Linked DNA regions of Zea mays: region 1 is linked to region 2. A link is a contact called in public Hi-C data. All regions are on one chromosome and are shown on one strand. The core of a region is the stretch at or near the end of the contact, and the rest is flanking DNA. Distances in the headings are between cores, read along the strand shown.

The links. Hi-C and Micro-C count contacts between places; a contact is called where the count stands out from the background.
Region 1: a contact with region 2 is called in a Hi-C map of leaf, with 10 times the contacts expected there. The contact joins the promoter of LOC100278846 here to the promoter of LOC100382483 in region 2. A contact is called at or near these places in 2 of 25 Hi-C or Micro-C datasets (bundle sheath and leaf).

The regions. Positions count from the first base shown.
Region 1 is chr2:67,293,843-67,300,406 of Zm-B73-REFERENCE-NAM-5.0, reverse strand. LOC100278846 (Protein AUXIN SIGNALING F-BOX 3) reads right to left here and starts at 3,404. Exons shown (of 5, transcript XM_008671272.3): 1 at 2,795-3,404; 2 at 1,813-2,693; 3 at 431-923; 4 at 1-352. The coding sequence starts at 2,264.
Region 2 is chr2:66,875,006-66,880,729 of Zm-B73-REFERENCE-NAM-5.0, reverse strand. It overlaps LOC100382483 (Polynucleotide adenylyltransferase family protein), which reads right to left and starts at 4,454. Exons shown (of 13, transcript NM_001175222.1): 1 at 4,228-4,454; 2 at 3,991-4,116; 3 at 3,153-3,250; 4 at 1,751-1,837; 5 at 1,220-1,350; 6 at 1,073-1,145; 7 at 943-988; 8 at 745-854; 9 at 516-623; 10 at 368-427. The coding sequence starts at 4,399.

The DNA of each region.
Region 1 (6,564 bases), core at 2,155-4,654, 420 kb before region 2:
TTGACAGACGTCTTAGCCCTTTGCATTCACGGACAATCGCACCAAAACCTTCATCTAACGGCTGGCCTGTCATGGCATCTGGCTTCTTTGGCTCAAGGATACAGAGTCTAAATCTGATGAAATTTGGGCAGTTATTAGCTACAGTAATTAGCGCTTCATTGGTCATCTGGTGACAGAAATACAGCAAAGAGGTCAGTTTTGGGCAGCCTGACGATATTGCAACAAGTCCCTCCTCTGTCACTGCAGAAGCACCAGGAACATAAAATTCTGATGGAAACACCCTGAGTTCTTGTAGGTCCTTGCAACTGGAGGCCACCACTTGCAAACCCTTATCTGAAATGCAATCCAGTACCTGTGGAGGATCAAATTCATTATGTGGTTCTCTCAACGTACAGAAATATCAAGCCAACACAAAGAGAAGGGAACTCACCCAGAGACGCTGGAGTTTCACACAGCGGCTGACCATTTTAGCTAGATCAGAATAATCCAGTGTGGGAGTATAACTCAAGTTTAGGCCTGTTAGTTGATGACAGAGGGGATAGATATACGGAACACAAATAGGAGAAGCATCCCAAAATCCAGACAGACTTCTCAGCTTTTTGCATTTCTCCAGAGCACTAGTAAGCCTGGAATAGGACTCAGCTTGGAACTCATCTGTCAGATTACCTGTCCCCAAGTCTTCCAAATTTGGGGCTCGCAATAGTATCTTTGAGAGTGTGTCTACTGAAACAGAACGATTCAACCTCAAACTGCGTAGATTTGGAGACCTAGCAACAAGTCTCTCCAACGCACCAGAATTCACCTCCCCTTTGATGCAAGCGAAATTCAAGGAGACCAGCGAAGTGCAGGAATCAGGGAAGGAAAGCCATCTGGGCCCACGGTCCTCCACATCATTTTCCTGCAAATCTAACTCCCTCAGGAGCCTAGATAACAGATAGAAGAAAAAAAGCAGAGTCAACACGTTAACCATGAAATACCATGTAACAACAAAAACTTGACGGATTCAGCTAAAAGCATTCAACTACTACTGATATTACTAATGATAATAATTTGTTGAATAACTGCATGCGAATTTGCATCCAGTCCTAGAAAAGTCATATGCAGTACAGCCACAACACAACCACTTAACTATATGCAATATGGCTAAAACTGTATTAATTCATCAAACTGAATTAAATTATAGAAGTCATACAGCAAAAAATGGTAAAATATCTAAAGAGCAAATGCAAGAACAGATCAAATACCACTTGAATAAAATGGTTCATCACAGTTCAGCTCATTAAGGGAGCATGAGCAGGACAATGCATGACTTGAACAGTTGTAAAATGGAATGAAAACACAATCAGAAGATAAGCTTATAGAAAACTAACAAGCAATGGCACCTAACTGATAAGCATTAGAGAAAATAAAAGAAAGCACAAAAGTGTACTGTTCTAGTTCCCTATACGAAGAAGTAACTGCGTACAACATTGTTAAGGAAGTAAACTGTGACGCTCTTAAAGAAACAAAATTTTCAAGGCGTGATCATTTGCAATAGCTGCTTAAGGACTAAATAATGACATATCAAAAGGTAATTGCATACAACGTTGCCAAGGAAATAATTTTTGATTAATTTTATTAGAAAAAAAGAGTGAACTTCGATATTCTTGGCAAAGTCATTTGCAATGACTTGCAAAAGCTGCTTAAGGACTAAATAGTGGCATCAGTACGTCCTTAAAAAGGTTACGATGCAGATCAGGAAAGGCAAAATGATGCACTTAACAAAAAAGCCATAGAAAACTCTAATAAGGTACTAGCATTTGGAAAACTCACTTGCAGTGACTCGCAATAGCAGCTAGACCATCGGTGCTAAACCCCTCGCAGCTGATAAGGACAAGGACTTTGAATCTCAGGAATGACCGAGCTAGCAGCTCAAGGTTCTCATCAAACACAACCATCCGCTTCATGCGCAACTCCTCGAGACCAACACAGCTCCTTGCTGCTGCATCAATCCATGGCCCTGCGTAGCCACCCCAATCAGGCGGCACAAGGTTGAAGTCTGCAAAGTGAGGCTTCCCCTTCACCGTGAGGGCCTTTATATTGGGGAACCGCAGCACCACACGCTCAGGGCGCACAGCGTAGCAGTTCCCTACGAACACCGCTCGTCGGCTCAGCCTCTCGACCTCATACCACACCTTGCACACAAGGGAGACCGTGTTCCGGTCGCTGTGCGATGGCAAGAAGCTGAAGATGTGCTCTACCACCTCCTCGGGGAAGTAGGTCATGGCGCCTTCCCCCAAGAGGACCTTGTTACTAGGACCACAGGAACTGGATCTGACCCCTTCCAGCCTCTAGGTATCTAAGATAGACCTAGAAGTCAACAAGAGCAAGAGCACGAATGTGATCCGCTCCTTTCCAGCTTCAGGTTTACTCAACTCAGGACAAGATATCAACAACAACTAGAAGCACGTCATCTCGTGCTAAAAATTTTTGATCAGACACCGAAAAGGATGTAATGACAGTCAAACCGCGGAAAGCAATGTCATTCAGTAAGGTCAACTGGGCAAGGAGACCAAGTGACTTTCAGATCTGCAGGCAACGCTGCTTCAGACAGTAGCAGAATCCGCCATACATGCCCGATTTGGCCATGAGACGCTCCATCTACTCGAAATGAGGCGAAGATAGTGACCACCACCCGATCTCTCCACCGAAACCTGCAGAGAGAGATTGGGTAGCCTTCAGCTCCTGCCAACTGCAGGCAACTGCAAGGAAATGGAAACAGACGCCCGAGGGGGCAAAAAATGCGACAGCCTACCTCGCTCAGATCCGCGCCGCCGGACCGCCAGATCTAACCCATGAACGTCTCGCCTACTCGCGGCCGCCTCCTTCCTTCCCACCAAAACCCCGTTAAAAAAAACTCTCCCTCTGGCGACCGAAAATCACTCGCCGCTGTCGCCGTCGCCGCGCCTCCCGGACCAAGTACCCGTCCTGCCTCTGAAGGCGTTCCCCGAAAGGGGAACAGAGCGGGGGTAAATCCCAGGCAACCGCCAAGCGGGAAGCGCCAGGAGGAGGAGGTAACGCGGCGGGGAAGTCCGGAAGTGGCCGGCAGCGGGGAGGAGGGGCGGACGGTGGAGGGGCAGCAGCCGGAGGAGAGGGAGCTGGAGGAGGGACGGGGAAGGGGATGGGGCGAGAGAGACTAGAGTGAGGATATGCTTCTCTCTCTTTCAGGAACGGGAAAGCAGGAAGCGGCAGGCAGGTGAAGTGAGAAGTGGTGAACCGGCTGAGCCGGTCGGCGGTCTGGTCGGACCGGTGGCGCGGGTCGGGATGCGACCCGGGCGGGCGCATGTGTCCCTATCCACCGCTTCCGGATAAGAAGTGAGGGTGTCAGAAAAAGGGCACAAATTGCTAAGCGCACACACAAGTGGTCCCCATCTGTGCTTGGCGGCTATACACCTCTTATTTCTTTTTTCATCGTAGATTGAGTAATGTCTCGGCTTTTAACTCTTTTAACTCTGATATACCATGTTTTCATCATTTATTTGACATTGTATGTTTATCTTTGTTTTCCCTCCATGATAGAATTGTATTCTATGTGATATATAATTTTTGATAAGTAAACGTATTATATCTTCTACAGCTAGAAATCCAGTTCATCAATAACTTAACAAAAAAAATTAAAAAAAGTTAATTTTTCAATAAAATGTTGTTCGTAGGGTTTTTTATTAGTCGAGTCACAAACTTACGAGATCACTATATATGTAATATTTATTAATAAATGTTGAAGTATCTTGATTGTAATAAACAATAGGTGAAATGTGGTATATAAGAAATTATGTGTCTAAAAATAATAATCTTTTTAAAATGATCAACAAACTGATTCCCGACACGTAAATATTTAAGAAACCAATAGCACACATGGATAGGGCTGGAAACGAGCCGAATCGAGCTCGGCTTGGTGACTGAACGAGCTCGGCTCGGCTCGTCCATTTCACGAGCTGGCGAAAGAGGCTCGGCTCGGCTCGACCTTGGCTCGCGAGCTGGCTCGGCTCGGCTCGCGAGCTGGCTCGGCTCGGCTCGCGAGCCATATTCTGGTACTTATCGTTGCATTATTTGGTGAATTAACATTATATATTCATTATCAAAGACTAAAAAATGATCTATTATCCATAAAATTATCTAATATTCATTATTATTCCATAAATTGATCATTTTTGCAAGGCTCGCGAGCCGGCTCGCGAGCTGGCTCGGTTCGGCTCGCTGAAAAAACGATTTCGAAGAAAAGGCTCGGCTCGGCTCGTTCGAGGCTCGCGAGCCGCTCCGAGCCGAGCCGCACCGAGCTCGAGCCGGCTCGCGAGCCTCGAGCTAATTTTTCAGCCCTACACATGGACCAAGACGAGCTACTGCAGCGCGATGATTGCAAGGCACTGCATGGCACCATGTATAGGAGTACAATCGATCGCCGATCGGTGCCCCCAAGTAATTAAGAGCCCACAGGAAAGCAAAAGCAAGGGTCCTGTCATGTCCTGCGCCTGTGCTCGCGCGGCGTGGTGATCTGCAACTTGCGATGGCACATTGGCACACGCAGGACTAGTACGTACCGCAGTCCGCAGGTGCATACGGAGAATGTACGACCAGTCTACTGCGTGCGTCCATCCATCCGTCCGTCTCTCAGCACAGCAGCAGCATTCAAGCAAGCTGCACCTAAAACATTAATATTAAAAATCGTTAATTAATGATTAGATGGCGGATGGACGGACGGACGGACAGGGCAAATGTGACCTCAGCCTCTGCCAAATCCATCAGTCTTTTTTCCAGCATCAGCTTCCACCAGCACCAGTTTTTTTTTCCCTCTTTTCTTTAGAGCTAGTCTGAGAACCCTAATTCCTAAATAATTTCTATTTTTCTATAGAAAAATAAACTAATTTCTTTTAGAAAAATCAAAATTCTTTAGAAAATTGGGGTTCCTAAACTAATCCTTAACCATCTCGACTGCTCGCTGTGCTGTTTTTCTGAACGAGAGGGTACACATGACCTGGCCGCCATCGCTCACTCGAAATCGACCGTCCATGGGTTTGAATTTCGGATGGCATCCAGTTTTCTCATGGAAAAGGTACACATGACCACCTGTTAGACTTTATTCAGTTATTCCCAGTACATATGTATTGAATGGTATTAGAAAAAATTAAGAATAAGTTTGACTTGTTTGAGATTCAAACTCATCTAATCCTACTCAATACATATAAATTGAGAGCTAATCGAACAAGTTCTTACGTGGCGTGAGTCTGGTCTTTGTTATTAGACGAACAGGTTTCCCCGCTCTATTACACACACAAAAAGATTAAAAAACATCAAAGCGTATATGCACGTCCGCTAAAACTGAGAACTAATGGTTGTTCACATTACAGTTAGGCTAATCACAGTGAGGATTTCATGTCCCTGTTTCTAAAAATGCCACATCAATTTTATGGATGTATGAAACACCCTCTCTCAATAGAGAGTTTCATCTCACTATTTCATATGTCAACATACTTCTTAAATATTGCATATAAATAACCAATAGGATTTACTCAATTATATGAAGGTGAAACAAAACACTCTCAGTGGGGGTTTCACACAGTTTCCAAGACCTTGGAAACAAGTTAAGGCTTTGTTCGGTTATTCCCAACACACATGGATTGGATGGGATTGAAAAAAAATGAGAAGAAGTTTGACTTGTTTGGGATTCAAACCCATGCAATCCCACTCAATCCACATGGATTGAGAGCTAACCGAACAAGCCCTAACATGGTTTCATCTCCATGAAACTCCATGAAACTCTTCCTTCTTAAATGATGTGACATGTCATCAAAATAGCTGATGTGGCAGACTAATTAATACATGAAACATCTCATAAAACCTCCATTGTGATTAGTCTTAGCTACTCTCTCTCTCTCTCTCTCAACGTCAGGCAACTGACTCTCAGAACTTGCGGCGCGGGTCTGTCTCAAAGTTTGGGTGGGTATTCAATCGACCCAAACCTAAGTTGTCTCTCCTGGTACCTTCCGAGCAGGCAGAAGCGTTTGAGCCTCCACTCTCCTCTACTCTCGTTTACACTTGTATGGCTCTCCGACCAAATAAAAAACGGAGCGACATCACTTTATTCTACTTTTCAACCAAAAAAATAGAACAGCTCTGTTCTGCTTTGTCAAAACACAGAATAGAATGACTCCATTCTCGAAAACTAGAACCAAGCCAGTCCATTCCAGTTGACTCTCCAACCAAACAAACCCTTAGGCAGTGTATGGTTTAGAATATAGCGTATCCAACAAAAGAGTCTTCTTCTAATATACTGAGTATTGCCACTCATCAAAAGCTATCGAACCCTTTGGCTTGCGAAACAAAATGGAGTCATTATATCTTCCAAATACGAGACAGAGTCATTTCATTCTCAAAAATTGGAACGAAATATTGTCTAACTAGGCACACATGATTCTCGCTTATCCATCTTGTCCCCAAAAACAAAAAAGAAAACGATCTGTAATCTCAGCGTGAAATACTAGAAGCTTGAACAAACGGTTACTTTTAGTTTTCGTAAATCTTAAAACT
Region 2 (5,724 bases), core at 3,205-5,704:
CAACAAAACAAGGAAATGCCAATGTAGACAGTTGCTCTAGCCATATCATAGAGACATAGAATATCACATCCTGAAACCATCAAAGTTGCAACAAGAAAGTCATAATATCCGTTCAAATTTATATAACACTAATTGCAACATTGATTGATTATAATTATAGGAGCTAAGAGATTGATGAACATTAAAAATAATGATCTGTCAAATTCTTAGTGAAAATGACGAAATGTTCTGCTCTGCAGAGTGGGACAGAGAGCAAGAAGAGAATAAATATAAGTTTCTATTTCATCTTTACAGCATGTCAATTGAAGATTTTAAGTTCCTTTCAATCTACATAACAGCAGTAAACAAGTGCCAAAATAAAACTCACAAGTAGCATATTAGTTCCTTTATCCTTCCTCTTAAAACGAGTCGAAGAGAAATATGCTGCCTGTACAGGCCGTCAAATCATTTAGTCAGCAAAACTCTACAAATACTTGATTTTCAAAATATGTTTATTTTCCTGGCCATGGGTTTACCTGAAAGGGCAACAAATGTTCAAGGAGGCCAAACCTCCACAACAACCTCAAAGAAGCTTCAGCTGAACCATAAGCAAGCATATAGTTCATCTCCATGAGTATCCTTGCCTGTAAAAATTGCATGTAAATAAATCAAAGAGGCAAACATACAAGCTACTTCATGTGGTTCTTTTAGAGAAGCAGAACCCATTGATATAATGAAACCACATTGTCCATGTCAGAAACAGACCTTATCAAGTCTTGCCACTGAGCAAGCAAGTGTTCTCACATAATAAGCTGTTTCTTTGGGGAAGCTGAACCCTAAACGAGCTGCAATTCTGATTGCACGTAGAATACGGGCTGTTAATTACATGATCACATTAATCACAACGATCACACACAAAAAGTAGAACTATAATAAAAGAAATAGTTAACTTCAGATACTGACCACAGTCCTCCTGAAACGAAGTGCCAGCAGGAATTACAGTACGGACCTATTAAAGGAAGAAAACTGCAAAATGAGCGCAAAAAAAGAATGTTCAATAGGTGCAAATATCAAACAAATAAGTACCACAGACCTTAGCTTTCTTAATATCTTCAATGCCTCCCAAGTAATCATAGATCTTTTCTGAATATGGGTTAAACATTAACCTGCAAATCTCCAAGAAAAAAATTACAAACTGCAATATGGTATCCATAATATTTGAAAGTACAGAAGTACTAACCCATTAATTGTGAAGTCCCTCCTTTGGCAGTTCTTCCAGCGAACAAAATCATTCTTGCTACAATTTTGGCTCTTTGAATTGTAAATCTGGCTACCACTTGATCCCCTTGCACAAGTATTAAAACTTGACACCTGCAAATAAGAAGGAATTAAGATATATCTTGCTAGTTGCCCACTCCAGCGAAAGGGCCTCTAGCGTAATGGTTAAGGCTTCCGGGTTACGTCCTGCACGTCACCCTCCGGTAGGGCCGTTGCAGAGTGGGCGGTGACGGCCCGCTAGTGATACGGGGCTAGGGTTCGGAGATTTTCTCGGCCGGGACCATGTTTCGGTCTCTTCTTAAAATAATACCGGGAGGATGGTCTTTCCCTCCCCGGCCGAGTTTTTTTAGTTGCCCACTCCAGTGCAAAACAGAATTTTGATTCAGCAAATGCCAACAACAAAGTGTGCAGTTTGGCAAGATTAAGCTAATGACTATAGATATGTGTTGTGCAGAGGGTGCTAAATTTACAATCGGTAAAAAGTTGCACGAACCTCAACGATGGAATTGTTCTCATGTACATGACATATGGGAAAACGCCTTCCTACTATAACAGCTGATCCTAAGAAAGTGTCTTTCACCTGCAGAGTTTAAGATAATAATAATTTTAATTGGCACGAAAACATTGTATAAGCAATATATTCTCTGGCATCTCAACTAACAATTCTGAACATGAAAACTTAACAAACAGAATGAATCAATCACCATCTGCGCTGAATTATGCAAAATGTATTTCTTTTACCCAACATATTGATATTGAAATAAACGAAGAAGCATTGCACAAGTAGGGGAAATTTAAACAAGCATACACACTGGCAATTTTTTTGGCACTGGTACATATGCCATAAACTGATAGAAATGTCTATTCTACAGAAGGCCACATCCAATCATCTCTTTTCAGTTTTCACATAGAATCATCCATATAAAACATATGTTTGACAAGATTAAAATTATTTATGTCAATTTTTCGACTCCCAAAATGATGTCACATAGAAGCTGGAGAATGCAAAATTGATGATTCACGAATATCTCACACCTTTGTAAAATATTCAGGATTGTCTGATATGAATGATTTGTCACTGCCATCAAAAGGCAACATAAGAATACACTGAAATCTATAAAGAACAAAAGTTTAAGTAAACCAAGATCATTGTTTCCAAGCAAGACATCCTCACATCATACAGGATCACTTTTACACAGAGTAACCTTAAAATGGCTAGGCTCTGTTCAGTGTGTACTTGTGTACGATTGAAAAACTTGAATATAAAGTTACCAAGCAGTCTCACTGCATTTCGTACAAACAGGCTTGAGGTTATTAGCTGCACATCAACAGTACATTTCAAAACAACAACATAACCATACTTCAATGTACACTTTGGATATTACGTGTTTATACAATACACATAATCAAAGTACATTAGTCAGTTGCATGTGCATTGCCACGGTTCATATATATCATATGAGTAGACTTTGTTTTAATAAGACACAAAAATATGTGTGTTCTATTGGTTAGGTGGTTGTGAATGTGAAGCTAACAACCAAGGTTCAAACCCCCATTTATGCATAATTTTACTTTATTTTTGCATTAAACGGGAAGGGTGACTCAGGACGACCCTTGAAATTGGTGCTTTAATATAGTAGATTTAAAAACTGAAATTTTACACCCAATACATTGAAAGTAACTCTGTCAGTTATAACCAGCAAATTAGTCACGTCATAGTTCTTTAGCAACAAAGTAGTACCTGCTATTTGCAAAACTATGACAGCAAACTTAAAATATCTACGCGTTTCAGTGAAAGAATAGCTCCATCACATGATGCCTCAAAACTTGAGTAGACCTTCATTCCAGTAATACCGCTACATCATGATCACATCATTGTTAATTTGAGTTATAACCTGCCTAAGATCAGCTGTTGTTATTATGTCGAAATCCTTTGGCGTCTTTTTCATTATGAGATCTCGAACACAACCACCAACAAGGTACACATCATATCCTGCCAAAAAAAGTGAAACATATCAACCAAGCAAGTAATGCAATGAACCAGCAACAACTGGGTGGTAATGGGATCTAAATTTTACGCTATAAAATTTAAGGATCAGATCGTATTTGGATCAGGCTGTATTTCTATTTATTTTTGAGCTAAAATTAATTAAGGGCTCGAACGAATCGTGAAGAAACATTTGGATCGTGATCCATTACCACCCCTAGCAACAACAAAGGATACTCAAGCACCTAATTAACAGATGGAGAAAAGTACAATGGAATTGAAATCACATTCATATCTGATTAGCTATATTAATCGACTACTAGTACCGAACAGGATACAAATATGGTTTTGCATTTTTCATATCCAATTAACCGTTTCTCCTCTAGTCACATTTATATCTTCACAAAACAAAGTATGCCTTACATCTTTCATTCTGAAATATGATTTTATCCAAACTACTCAAATTTATTCAAATAAAAAATAGATGGATTCTGTTGCAGTATAGATAAAAGATAGTTTCAATTCTAATTAAGTAAAATGCAACTATTATATTTGCTTTATATGAGGCTGAGTTGAGTATTAAATCCTGTCTGCATTTGTTCTGACATTTGACCTGTAACTAAGTACTCGATCCACTAGTTCAGTCGCAGGACACCGGACTGAAATCCAACCTCAGCAGTGGCATTTCAGGATTTGGCAGGACAACAAAGCAAACACTAGCAGGGACATTGGGGTGGAGGACGCACCTCTGCTGCGGAGGCGGTGTAGTACGTTCCAGGCCTCGGGGGGGATCATGGACTCCTTGATCCCGAACCTCTTGGCACTGATCTTCTTCCACTCCAGCCCCTCCATCCCCTCCGCTCCCGGCCCACCTGCAGAGAATGCTCAGCGCCCACCAGGTAAAGAAAAGCAAAACCCTTGGGGCTAGCATTTCGCCGTCACGTCACCACTGGACCAACAGCAAGAACGGAGGGGAGACTTACTGTCGGATGTAGGGGCGGTAGATGGGGTGGAGGAGTCGGAGGGCGAGGGCGAAGGGGACGGTGCGCGGCGGCGGCGCCGTGGGGAGGCGAGCGCGGCGAGTGGGGATGGTGCAAGGCGGCCGGGCCTCGTGAGCGATCCGAGCCACCGCAGATCCGGGGAGCGCAGGGCCATCGCGACCGGGACGGCGCGGCGGCGGGAGGCGAGAGCGGGGTGAAGCGCAGCAGCGGGCAGGCGAGCGGCGGAGGAGGGTGGATAGGCTGACGGCGGCGAATATGCCCATTATGCCAGATCCTCTTCGTTCCATTCGTTGCCTCTATCGGTGGGCTTCTTTGTGGCCCATGGGCCGTAGGGTTTTAGAGTTCGTACCATGAATCTACCCATATATGGTAGTGGGCTTTTGATTGATGGGCCATTGTTGATAAAAGTGGTTCTATTTTGAATTTTTGATATACTGAGCTATGGAATCTAGTTAATTAATCAGAAAAATGTTTACTTTGCATTGCTGCATAAATAATAATATATGATTATTTTTTAATAAAACATCATAATTAATGCCGAACAGAGTCCTAGTTCAGCCGAATGCTTCTCTCGTTCTTAACATTGAGGTGCCACTGAATTTACATGCAACACACCTGCAGCATTTTGGCTGACAGTGTATGATAGAACTAGAGACTTATTACACCTAGATTATGCATTGCATTAATGCTTATCAAATTAATCCAATCATATACTCAATGTGTAACACATCCATACTTGATGGACTTCCAGATAAAGGAACAATGAATCCGAATAAAGCCTTCTTTTGCTCCATCAGCAGAAAACATTTTTCACTTGTCAAATTTATTTGTCAGATCAATGTCGAGAAGATCCTAAGTCCAACATAGAAGTGTGATCTCTAGTAGTATATCAGTGTGCAATCCTGCAAACTGGCAGCATGGATCTTTATATCCTCATCCAATGGCTACAAATGGAGGTGGAAAACTTCTGCGAAAGAAGCTCAAAGGGTCTGTTTGGTTCAGCTTTTTTCTGACCAGCTTTTCCGAGAATCTAGCTGTGAGAAGAATCTGGCTGTGTAGAGAATCTAAGTATCATTAGGATTACGTGCGGAGAAGATAAAGTTGTCCATGGGGCTCAGGATCTATAAAGTGACGGATTACTACTATTGCAACGACTCAACCTGTCGGCGTTTCGACCCCGGGGGGTCCCTGGACCGACGAGTAAATTGTCGCCGCGTGTCCCAGCCCAGATGGGTCGGCGCGAGACGGAGCACGAAGGGGGGAAAGGAGACAGGCAAAAGGGGAACCCTGCGGCCTTCGTATTGTCCTGCGCCCAGGTCGGGTGCGCTTGCAGTAGGGGGTTACAAGCGTCCGCGTGAGAGAGAGCGAGGGACTTACGCGTCGGCCCGATCTCCCGCGCGGCCAACCTTTCCGTACGAGAGCCCTGGACCTTACTTTTATAGGCATAAGGAGAGGGCCTAGGTGTACAATGGGGGATGT